4 separate regions of the Mus musculus genome follow, and regions 1, 2 and 4 are each linked to region 3. The links are chromatin contacts, called in public promoter capture Hi-C maps. All regions are on one chromosome and are shown on one strand. The core of a region is the stretch at or near the end of the contact, and the rest is flanking DNA. Distances in the headings are between cores, read along the strand shown.

What was found. Promoter capture Hi-C pulls out the DNA fragments that hold promoters and counts their contacts.
Region 1: a promoter capture Hi-C map of pre-B cells shows a contact between it and region 3. The contact joins the promoter of Tmem248 here to the promoter of Rcc1l in region 3. A contact is called at or near these places in 4 of 39 promoter capture datasets (cranial neural crest, maxillary cranial neural crest, pre-B cells and 1 more) and 1 of 484 Hi-C or Micro-C datasets (B cells).
Region 2: a contact with region 3 is called in a promoter capture Hi-C map of pre-B cells. The contact joins the promoter of Crcp here to the promoter of Rcc1l in region 3. A contact is called at or near these places in 3 of 39 promoter capture datasets (hippocampal neurons, liver and pre-B cells).
Region 4: a promoter capture Hi-C map of pre-B cells shows a contact between it and region 3. The contact joins the promoter of Sfswap here to the promoter of Rcc1l in region 3. A contact is called at or near these places in 2 of 39 promoter capture datasets (liver and pre-B cells).

Annotation. Positions count from the first base shown.
Region 1 is chr5:130,221,079-130,223,778 of GRCm38.p6, forward strand. Tmem248 (transmembrane protein 248) reads left to right here and starts at 1,257. Exons shown (of 7, transcript NM_027854.1): 1 at 1,257-1,494. Gm6598 (a long non-coding RNA gene) reads right to left here. Exons shown (of 2, transcript XR_377119.4): 1 at 2,656-2,700; 2 at 640-950.
Region 2 is chr5:130,027,984-130,030,683 of GRCm38.p6, forward strand. Crcp (calcitonin gene-related peptide-receptor component protein) reads left to right here and starts at 1,323. Exons shown (of 6, transcript NM_007761.2): 1 at 1,323-1,424. The coding sequence starts at 1,417. Gm40334 (a long non-coding RNA gene) reads right to left here and starts at 125. Exons shown (of 3, transcript XR_868562.1): 1 at 1-125.
Region 3 is chr5:134,175,480-134,178,179 of GRCm38.p6, forward strand. It overlaps Rcc1l (reculator of chromosome condensation 1 like), which reads right to left and starts at 1,288. Exons shown (of 11, transcript NM_033572.2): 1 at 921-1,288. The coding sequence starts at 1,235.
Region 4 is chr5:129,499,967-129,502,758 of GRCm38.p6, forward strand. It overlaps Sfswap (splicing factor SWAP), which reads left to right and starts at 1,265. Exons shown (of 18, transcript NM_172276.3): 1 at 1,265-1,630. The coding sequence starts at 1,413. It overlaps Gm40332 (a long non-coding RNA gene), which reads right to left and starts at 1,260. Exons shown (of 3, transcript XR_868547.2): 1 at 1,136-1,260; 2 at 554-588; 3 at 284-382.

The sequences.
Region 1 (2,700 bases), core at 7-2,506, 4.0 Mb before region 3:
TGCAGATGTCTTCTATACGATTTCCCTGGAACTATTTGGCTTTGAGGTTCTGGAGGAGACAAGCATCAGAGTTCCACTTACACATTCTATGGGAAGCCATCATCCATTCTGGGTGAGGACTTTCCAGTGTAGTTGCTTTGAGGTCACTCACCCTGCTGGCAGTAACCTCTTGCCTATGCTCTGTAAGTAAGCCAGATACATTTACTGGCATTCCAGGGGGAACTTTGGTTTGTCACCGAGACCTTAGGAAAAGGGGATAAACATCGCATAGTCTTTACCTAAGGAGAAAATTCTCACAAATGTTCTCATGTCTCATGGCACACCTTTAATCCCAGCACTTATGGATCTTTGAGTTTGAGACCAGCTTGGGTCACATAGTGAGTTTTAAGTCAGCCAGGGATGGATTGAAAGACCTTATCTCTTTTGTTTGTTGGTTGGTTTGGTTTTTTTTTTTTTTTTCAAGACAGGCTTTGTTTAGCCCCAGCTTCCTGGAACTCATTCTGCAGACCAGGCTGGCCTCAAATGCAAAGATCTATCTGCCTCTGACTCTTGAATGCTGGGATCAAAGGACAACCTTCCCACTGCCCAGCAACCGTGTCTTTAAAGAACAACAAAAAAAGTCAAGACCAGACAAATGGATAAGTGTAACTGATCTCCTGGGTTTTCAATAATCATGTACAAAGGTCAGTATTAATGTGGTTAGAGGAATTTAAAAAGGATAATATTTTGCTGCTTCTAAGGTCAGCTAGGTCCTTGGGGACTGAGACATGGCTTGAAATGAATTGTCCTGTTGTCCAGAAACGCGACAGATTCCCATCCAGTGGATCCTAGAGTCCCGTCTACAGAGAGGAGGGTGGTATTAGTGTGCTCAAACACCATGACTAAGGTAGTTGGCTCCTCATTGGGCTCCAGAGAGAACAGGAAGCCAGCTCTTGCCATCCACGAGACCCCTGTGTCAAAACAAAAAATTCCAACAAAAATAAACGAAAATCGTGTCCTCTTTACTATCTCACGCCATACACACCAAGACCTGCAGAAGCACTTCGGGACGGAACCGAGCAAGCTCACGGCAGTTCGCGAATGCGAGTGATAAATTTCAGGCAGCTCCGTGTATGCTTTTCCCATTTGCAAAACGAAGACAGTCTGCTTCTCCTCCTAACCCCGACCCCACCCGCCGCTCGCCCCGGAGCAATTCTGTCCCTTCCGCGCCGCCGTCGCGCGCGGGCGGGGTCAGAGGTCACGGCGGCGTTAGTGGTGACGTGGTTTTCTGCCTTCACCCGGAAAGCCCGGCGTTCGCAGCGCGCGGAGCCGGCGTCCCGTTGGCGCGCTCTGGCCTGGCTTCGGGTCGTCGCTTCGGCCCCGAGGAGCCGCTCGCTGTCTCCGGAGCGGCGGAGAGGATGGTGCGGGGCAGCCCGGGGCCCGCCGCGCGCCGCCGCGAGTGAACAGGGCCAGGCCGCGGGCGTCCGCGGGCTCGAGCCGCCAGTCTGCGGGGCGGTGAGTAGGAGACGGGGTCGTAATCGCGGGCGCATGGGCCGGGACCGGGGACCCTGAACCCGGGGCCCACGGCGTGCTGGGCGGATCGGTGCGCAGGCTCTCCCAGCCACCCCAGCTCCGTTCACTCCTCTATTAGCTGACCCGGTCCTGTTCCATCCTCCCGAGGCCTGCGGAGTCCTGCTCCCTCAGTCAAGGCTTGTATAGGTCGGCTGAATAAGGCTGCGTGGACCTACTAGCATCCTTTGCAAGTTTTAGAAAAAAAAATGATTGTTTTGGAAAATTATTTACATGATGTGTTTGTATTATCTTGTCTGCGCACGTGAGCGCAAATACCCACCGACTCCAGAAGAGGGCGTTGTGTCCTTAGACCCAGAGTTACACTCCATTGGTAGCTGCCTGATGATGGGGTTGCTGAGAACTTAACTCTGGTCCTCAGGAATAGCAGGTATTCTTAACCCCGTAGCCATCTTTCCAACTTCTCTGTGTGTGTGTGTGTGTGTGTGTGTGTGTGTGTGTGTGTGTGTGTGTGACAGAGAGAGAGAGAGAGAGAGAGAGAGAGAGAGAGTGAGAGTGAGAGAGTGAGTGTGAGTGTGTGTGTGTGTTCAGTTTTAGATTTGTGACTTGACTTTGGGTTGTCAAAAATGTATCCAAAAGAGGGTTTAATGCAGCCTTAACTGGCTAGGATTTCCCTATGTAGACAAGACCCACCTTCAACACCGATCTTCCCGATTCAGACTCCGTAGTTCAGAGATATAGGCGTGGGCCACACTGCCAAGGTTTCACAGTGTAATAACGGTATTGTTTTGGTTTTAATCTGAATCCTGGAGTCTGGGGTCTCCTGCAGCCTTAGATAGTCCAAACCCACGACTCAGTCGAGGCTGACCTTGATTCTCTTAGACTCCCTAGTGCTGCCGTTGGCAGGTGTGCACTGCCATGCCGGTTAAGCCCGGCTAAAACATAATTTTTTTTTTTTTTTAAAGACAGGTCCACTGTGTAGTTCAGGCTGGCCTCCAACTCTCTGTGTAGCTTGAAGTTGTGATCCTCCTGCCTCAGCCTCATATTGGGGTGTTGTTAGCTGTGTGGTACCAGGCCCTGTTCACAGAGTAGTGGTAGCCTGGTGGCAAGGCTAGTCAATACTGGGACAGGGGGGTGATTTCTTACCTGTCCCATAGTTGTATAATACAACAAATCACGGGAGGATTTCCA
Region 2 (2,700 bases), core at 73-2,572, 4.1 Mb before region 3:
TCACCAGCACCCAGTGGGCAATCACGGTAAGACTGTTGAGCGAGTAACACCATGAACACCATTGTGGGACCCATTCTCCTCAAGACAGGTACAGGGCACCATTCAGTCTTACGTTATGATGACATTTTATTTACTTGATAATTTTTTAATTTAATTTTTTCTTATTTTCAAATACCATCATTCTTGGATGTACCTGTTGAACACACACACACACACACACACACACACACATGTGTTGGTTTTTATGAGACAGAGTTTTCTTTTCTTTTTGTTTTTTTGAGACAGGGTTTCTCTGTGTAGCCCTGGCTGTCCTGGAACTCACTCTGTAGACCAGGCTGCCTTGAACTAAGAACTCAGAAATCTGTCTGTCTCTGCCTCCAAAGTGCTGGGATTAAAGGCATGTGCCACCATACCAGCCAGACACCCTCTATTTCTAATACATTATCCCCTGCAAACCATTTTAACACTCACACCAATCTCAGCACTGGGAGGCAGAGGCAGGCAGATCTCTGAGTCTGAAAGGCTACTTAATGAAAATCTGTCTCTCCCCCCCAACTCCCAATTTTTAACGGTTGTATGGGAAACGGGATCTCTACATAGCCTACGTTGACTAGAATTCACCATGTTGCCCAAGCTGTCCTCAAACTCAAGGCATTCCACCTGCCTCAGCTTCCTACGTGCTTAAACCATTCCCCCAGTTCTATTTCTGTCTGTTGAGACTGGGTTTCTCTTTTCTCTGCCTCCTTCTTTCCCCCTTGTTGGAATTAGAGGCTTGTGCTACCTTGCCTGGCTTATGTTTTTTGTTTTGTTTCATTTTGTTTGGTTTTTTTTTTTTTTTTTTTTTTGGTTTTGTTTTCTGTTTTTTTGAGACAGGGTTTCTCTATGTAGCCCTGGTTGTCCTGGAACTCACTTTGTAGACCAGGCTGGCCTCGAACTCAGAAATCCGCCTGCCTCTGCCTCCCAAGTGCTGGGATTAAAGGCGTGCGCCACCACTGGCCGGCATGTGTTTTTTGTTTTTAACAAAAACAAAAACACAAAGTCTCAAATAGCCCCCATGGCTTGAAAGTCATTATGTAGCTCAGGCTGGCCAGAAACTCCTAACACTTCTCCTGCCTCAGCCTCTCTACTGCTGGGTTTACAGGTATGAGCCAGTATGACCGGTTTAGGGATTTTAATGCGGCCAAGGCAAATCCTAACAAAACCTGCACTACGAAAACGCTCGACAGTCTGAAATTAGACCAGGATAGGGACACCTAGAATTAAGGAAGAACCGGGCGTGCCCCGCAGCGATCCCGGCATGCACCCCGGCGGTCCCAGCGTGCCTTGCGGCACACACACGGAACCGGTGAGCAGAGCAGCGCCGGCGCAACGTGAGACTCTTCTCACGGCGGTTGCGTACGCTGAGGCAGAGGCAACATGGAAGTGTAAGCGACACGACCAGGGGAAGCCAGGATCATCTGGGGACCGCGAAGCGGCCGGCGGCTAGACCTCGGGACCCGCGAGCAGGACGGGTGGGCGGGGTGCACGGGCCGGAAGTGCCTGGAAGTGGGGCGGCAGGGGAGGGACCCTGCTGCTTGGGAACTCGCTCGCCTCCCACATCTTTTGGGGAGGGGAATGTTGAAAGGATAGAGAGGTTTCCTTTTTTTCTTTCTTTTGGTTCTGGGAATGGATCCCAAGACCGTGCACGCGGTCTGGAAGTAGTGCGACCCAGAGATAACGTCCCAGTCATTATCATTACTATCTTGGGATGTGGACTTTGCATACGCTAGGGAAACACTCTACTACTGACTGAGTCATATTCCCAGCCAGCATCATCACCATCATCGTTTTGTGATGGTGGAAATGGTACCCAGGACTTTGCTGGGCAAAGGCTTTGCCACCGACCTGCATCGCCAGCCATTATCGCTATTGTTATTTTGGAAATTTGAGGAAGGTACCCAGGGTTGTGATCGTACTGGGTGTGCTAGTTTTCTTTCGGTTGCTGTGACAAACACCATGACCAAAGCAATTTAGGAATAGAAAGGTTTTTATTACATCTTACACTTCCAGGACACAGTCCATCATTGAGGGAAGTCAGGGCAGGAACTCGAGGCAGGAAACCGAAGCTTCAGAAACAGTTCAAGAACTCTGATGGCTGGTTTACTCTCTGGCATTTTCTAATTTTTGTTTGTTTGTTTGTTTGTTTGTTTTTTTGAGACAGGGTTTCTCTGTGTAGCCCTGGCTGTCCTGGAACTCACTTTGTAAACCAGGTTGGCCTCAAACTCAGAAATTCGTCTGCCTCTGCCTCCCAAGTGCTGGGATTAAAAGCCTGTGCCACCACCAGTTGGCCAGGTTGTACCCTCCTGCATCATTTAATAATCAAGACGATCCCTCATGGACATGCCCATAGACCAGCCTGATAAAAGGCAGTTTGTCATTGAAGCTTCGTCTCCTTTTGATGATTCCAAGCTGTTTCAAGTTGACAGTTAAGACCAACCAGAAAACCAGGCCAAGTTTCCCCCCCACTCCCTCCAGACAAGGTTTTTCGGTAGAGCTCTGGCTGTCCTGGACCACGCTTTTTAGACCAGGCTGGCCTTGAACTCAGATATCCATCTGCCTCTGCCTCCTGAGTGCTGGGACTAAAGGTGTGCGCCACTACCGCCTGGCAACTAGGCAGATTTCTGAACAGTACCCCCAGCTGTTGTTGGGATATACTCTTCT
Region 3 (2,700 bases), core at 38-2,537:
CACTTAAACCAGAAACGGTTGCACACGGCTATAATAACAGCATTTCGAGGGTAAAGACAGGGTCTCACTGTGTAGCCCAAGCTAGAGTACAACTTGTGGCAATCCTCTTGTCTCAACCGTCCAGTCCAAGTCCTGGGACTACAGATGTGAGCCACCACGGCTGCCGGGCTGAGCCCTTTTGAAAAGTGAGCCTCTTCCCCGCCCCCCCTTTTTGACAGGGTTTCTCTGTGTACCCCTGGCTGTCCTGGAACTCTGTAGACCAGGCTGGCCTCGAACTCAGAAATTAGCCTGCCTCCGCCTCCAAGTGCTGGGATTAAAGGCGTGAGCCACCTTAGAAGCTCCATGGGCAACCTCCTATTTCCCCTCTAACCGCTCAGATGAGCATCTCCTTTTCCGGCTGCCCATCACTGACTCTAGCCGACACACCTCCGACCTGTGGAATGTCCCGTCCCTCAAGGGAGCTGTCTAGTCTAAGTTACAAATACCACCATTTACACCCAGCTGTGGGGCCCTGGACCTTACTTGACCTCTCTGCTACTCCCTTTCATCCTCTGTAACTGGGAGGTGACAGCTCCGGCCTTTTGGGGGGGGGGGGGGCCTGAGCGAATGATCTAAGGGCAGAATCCTTGGTGCGATTGTCAAGCTACGCCAATGGGCAAGAAAGTAAGGGAAGACACCAAACTCTCTCGAGCCACAAGCAAACTGCTAAAAATGCTGAACGAGACCCCAAGATCCACAGACGTGATAAACAGGCTCAGCAGTGAAGGACGGAGCACTGGGAGAAACAGACTTCTCGGCAGCCACCCCTCATGCCTCCCTCTGCAGATCCCGGGATCTCGGAGGTCATTGCTCCCGGAAATCCGGCCACGCGGGGAAGAAAGTTCCCTAAGAGATGCCAGCGAGGATGCCACTGCCCCCACCTTATGATCCAGCTCCAGGCGGTAGGGGACCGGCTGGATCCTGCGTCGGGGCCGCAGGCCGGCGCGCGGTCCAGGCCCCGAGGACGGCACCACGAAGCTGGGCACCCCGAGCGCCCCGGAGAAGCTGAAGCCCCAGACGAAGACGCGATCGGCGCGAGCCGCGCGCTCGCCCACGTACTGAAACACCGGAACGTCCGCCTCGGCCTCGGCCGCTTCTCGCCGGCTCCGCGAACGGCCGGCCGGTGTCCAGTGCTCGCGAGCCGGTGTCGGCCACCTCGGCCGCGGCCCCCGCAGAGCCCGGGCCGCCGCCAACATCCTCCGCGTCACGCCTCAACCGCTTATGGGCGCCGCCATCTTGTGTCACCCTTGACCTCTAGCCTGGCGGAAGTAGATACGGCCATGCTTACTACTGGCTGAAGGCGACGCGCTAAGGGAAAGACAACCATGTTTACTATTGGCAGATGATTACTACTCCAGGAAAGCAAAGACTTGAGAAGGCTATGGCTTCACCGTCTATCCATGAGTAGGGGACTTAAATGAGTGTCAAGCTATTATTTGAAGATGTCTGTGAAGTGTTCTATGATTCTTACTGCCCCTTTTTAAATTCTGTGTGTGTGTGTGTGTGTGTGTGTGTGTGTGTGTGTGTGTTAGTTTTGGTGTGGAGTTACTTAGGTGGAGCTGGGAATTGAACCCAGGTCCTCACACATCCTTAGGGTATAGGTTAACACAGACTACTCTCCCAATTCCAAGAAGTGTTTTGTATAAATACTGAAAGGAGACAGAGGGAACATCCTAGATGCTTATCTCATGGAAGCAAAACTGGGGAAGGTAGCTGGGCACAGTGGTTCACACCTGTAACCCCAACTTTAGGCTGAGGCAGGAATATTGCTGCAAATTGCAAACCACCCTAGAAGAAAGAAAACCTATTAATATATATGGTTTGTTTGTTTGTTTGTTTGTGACAGAATCTCATTATTTAGCCCTAACTGGCCTGGAACTTGCTTTGTTCCTGTAGACCAGGATAACTCAAACCTGCCCCTGCCTCCTGAATGGTGTGTGCCACCATACCCAGCACTGATTGGTTGATTTAGTTTATTTTAGGCGGTTTTATTTCATGCATATGGGTACTTTACCTGCATGTATATCTGTGTACCCTGCGTGTATAGTGTCTGTGGAGGCCTCAGAAGAGGGTGTTAGATTCTCTAGAACTGCAGTTACAGTTGATACCCCACTCCCACACACCCCCATGTGAATGCTAGAATTAGAACTCTGGTCCTCTGGAAGAGTAAACAGTATTTTGTTTTGTTTGTCATTGTTGTTGCACAGTGTTCTTAACTCTTGAGCCCTCTCTCCAGCCCTCTAATTGAATATTTTTCTAAGACAGGGTCTCACTCTGTAACCCAGGCTAGCCTCTACCTCACTACAGTTCTCCTACCCCAGCCTCCCAAGTGATGGGATTACAGACCCATGCCAGTGTGCCAGGTTCAACCCTGATTAAACTACACCTGGCTTCCAGGGGCCCTTCTTACTTCCTTTAGATCTCAATTCCAGCATGAAGGCTACACAGAGAAATTCAGTCCCTGAAATAAAGACTACAGTCCATGGCAGGGCTTCCTAAAAGTTATCCCCTAATACAGAGTGGATCCTTCCCCCCGAACTCCCTTTGCTCATCCTTAGTGTGTATTTCTTGATAAACAGGAACGTACTAATTAGTTTTCCTTCAGATGGGTCTCATGTAGCCCAGGCTGAGCTTGAATTCATTATGTACCCAAGGATGGCC
Region 4 (2,792 bases), core at 15-2,514, 4.7 Mb before region 3:
GTGTGTGCGCTGAGTTACTTTACATTAAAAAAAAATCATTAAATGAATTTTGGCTTGAGGTTAAGACAAAAATTCCAACCGTTTCTTTTTTTTTTTTCCCAACTGTTTCAAAAGTAGACACAAACATTTCTGCAAAGCAACCTTCTCCACATCATAACTATTTTACTTAGTATTCGTTCTGGTGTACTATGTACATGTCTGTATGTGTGTGTGCACGTGTGTACACAAATGCATATGGAGGCCAGAGGTCAACATCAGTTGTTTTTCTAAATCACTATCCACTTTTTAAAAACCTAAGTTATTTGGGGAGGGAGGGGGGTGTCCGTGGCTGAGAAGTTCTTCTCTCCTTCCATCCAGTCGGACTTGATCTAACTCGAGTCGCCTACACATATACACACAAAATAAGTAAAAATTAAAAAAAAAATTAAAGTTAAATGTCACCCCGGGGCACTAAGCAAGACCCTATCTTGAAACTAAAACAAAAAGGGCTGCAGATATAACTCAATGATAGTGTTTTACCTAGCAATGATATAACTCAATGATAGTGTTTTACCTAGCAATGGTGAGGCCCTGGGTCCATGTTCAGAACTGAAAGGGGGAAAAAGAAAATCAAGCATCTGGGTCAGACACCAGAAAAAACTGCAGCCCTGCAGACCTCACGTCGATAATACTAGCATCTTAACTGAGCTAGGACAGTCAGAGTTCGAGTCTAATTTGGATCACAGTGACATCCTGTATTTTAAAAAGGGAAAGGGAAAGAATCTGCTCCCCAGAAGGAAACAACCCGTAGCGCTGTCTCCTAGCTGGAGTCTTTCTCCGCCACTGAAGCCCGTAGCCACTGAAAGCCCGCCACTCCGAATATTTAGGGCTCACAAGTCCTGGAAACGCCCTCAGTCAGGCGGCCAGGGCTAGGCTTCCTAGTGATCTAAAAATCGGGCTGTTAGAAAGGAGCAAACTGTCTCACTAGGACGGCAAAGACGCGTTCCCAACAAGATCCCCACTTGTCTCCACACCTGGCGGCCGCCCTCCAACGACAGTAGAAGTTGGCGCGCGGCCACCAACCGCGCTTTCGTCACATCCTAGGAGGCCTCCAAAAAATGGCAGAAATAAATTTCTTTCCATAAACACAACTTACCATCGCAAGATCAAGTTGGACAACGAAAACTAACATCTACTTAATTTTTTAGCGGCTCAAACAGCTTGCGGACGTGGCGAATCTACCACTCTCACCTCCGGAAAGAGCGGGTTTCCTACCGGAAGTTGCGTCTCCTCCATTTTGTGGCTCGCTATGGCGGCTGTGTTGAAGTTGCGAAGAGGATGCGGCGCCTGTGACTGAGTGGGTAGGCCAGGCGAGGCATCGGGGACGTTGTTCGGCCCAGCAGCAGACCGTCCCGGACGTCGGGGACGCTGTCATGTACGGTGCCGGCGGGGGCCGTGCCAAGCCGGAGAGGAAAGGCGGAGTGAAGGAGGAGGCCGGGCCGGGCGGCACCGGCACTGGGGGCAACCGGGTGGAGCTTCTGGTTTTCGGCTATGCCTGCAAGTTGTTCCGCGACGACGAGCGGGCTTTGGCCCAGGAACAGGGACAGCACCTCATCCCCTGGATGGGGGACCCCAAGATCCTCATCGACAGGTCGGTTCCTCCCCCCACCCGTCGACCCTCCCCTCCCTCGCCCGCTTGATTTCGCCTGATGTTGACTTGATGGCCGGGACCGAAAAAGGGGGTTTTGCGGAGCCCGGGGACTCGGGGGGCCTCCCTGCCCCCCACGTTCCCCGGCGTCCGGGGGGAGGGGACGGTGAAACCGGCCCTAAGGCTCCGGCCAGAGCTGGCGCCTCCCCGTCGCCGGAGGGATCGACTCTGCTCCCACAACCCCTCGAGCCCGGGCTGCCGCTGGCGACTCAGCGCGGGTGGAAGCTGTCCGGGGCCCGCCCGCCCGCGCCGTGGGGCGGGTGCCGCTGTCCCTCCGCTGGCTGTGCGGGGAGGGAGTCCGGGAGTGCGCTTTTGTTCCTCCGAAGCGCCGCACGCCGAGGCCCGTGGGTAGAAGCTTCTTTTGGACCCCCCAACCCCGTGAGGTAGCCTGAACCGTCTCTGGCCGGCTTGACTTTTGGCGTCCGGGCGAGCCCTTCCCCGCGGTTATTGCGACCATTTGCCCAACCGCGGTAGTGGGTGAAGTTGCTGTCTTGTTGGAAGCCGGTCGACCCGTGCGGACCTTGCTCTTAGGGGGTAGCGTTCTTAGAGCTGGTTTCACTGTTTTCTAAAGCCGAAGGGTGGAGCTGGGTTTATACCTTTGTGTTGGTTCTTTTCAAATCACACCCACTGAAGGGTGCCTGGAGTTGAGGGTAAAGGGGTGGGAACGTGAATTTCTGATGGTGTTTGATTTGAAAAGGATGGCATTACATGATTGGGTGTTTTGCTCCCCACCTCTCTCCTCATTTTTTCCATCTCTCTTTCTTTCTCCACCATCCCGGGTTTGGGTATTTGTCCTTCCGTTGGGCGATATTGCTTCTGGGCCCAGGACTAACTGTGAGCAACCATTAAGCTGTGGCGTGGTTTTCTCCAAGTGAAGTAAACCCATCGTTTGAGACAAGTAAAACTGGATGCTGCAAAGACTTGGAACTTGCATGACTGTAGGGATTACCTGTGAGCTGGCCAGAACGGACACGGTTAATGACCAGTAGGCCTTTCCGATCCCTTACGTCTCCATTTGGGGAGAGATCTAGGAAGAAAGGACTTGTGAAGGGAGTGTTGCCTATCAGATCGGCTCTGGATCTGATGGTCCACTCTGCTGGAAGGT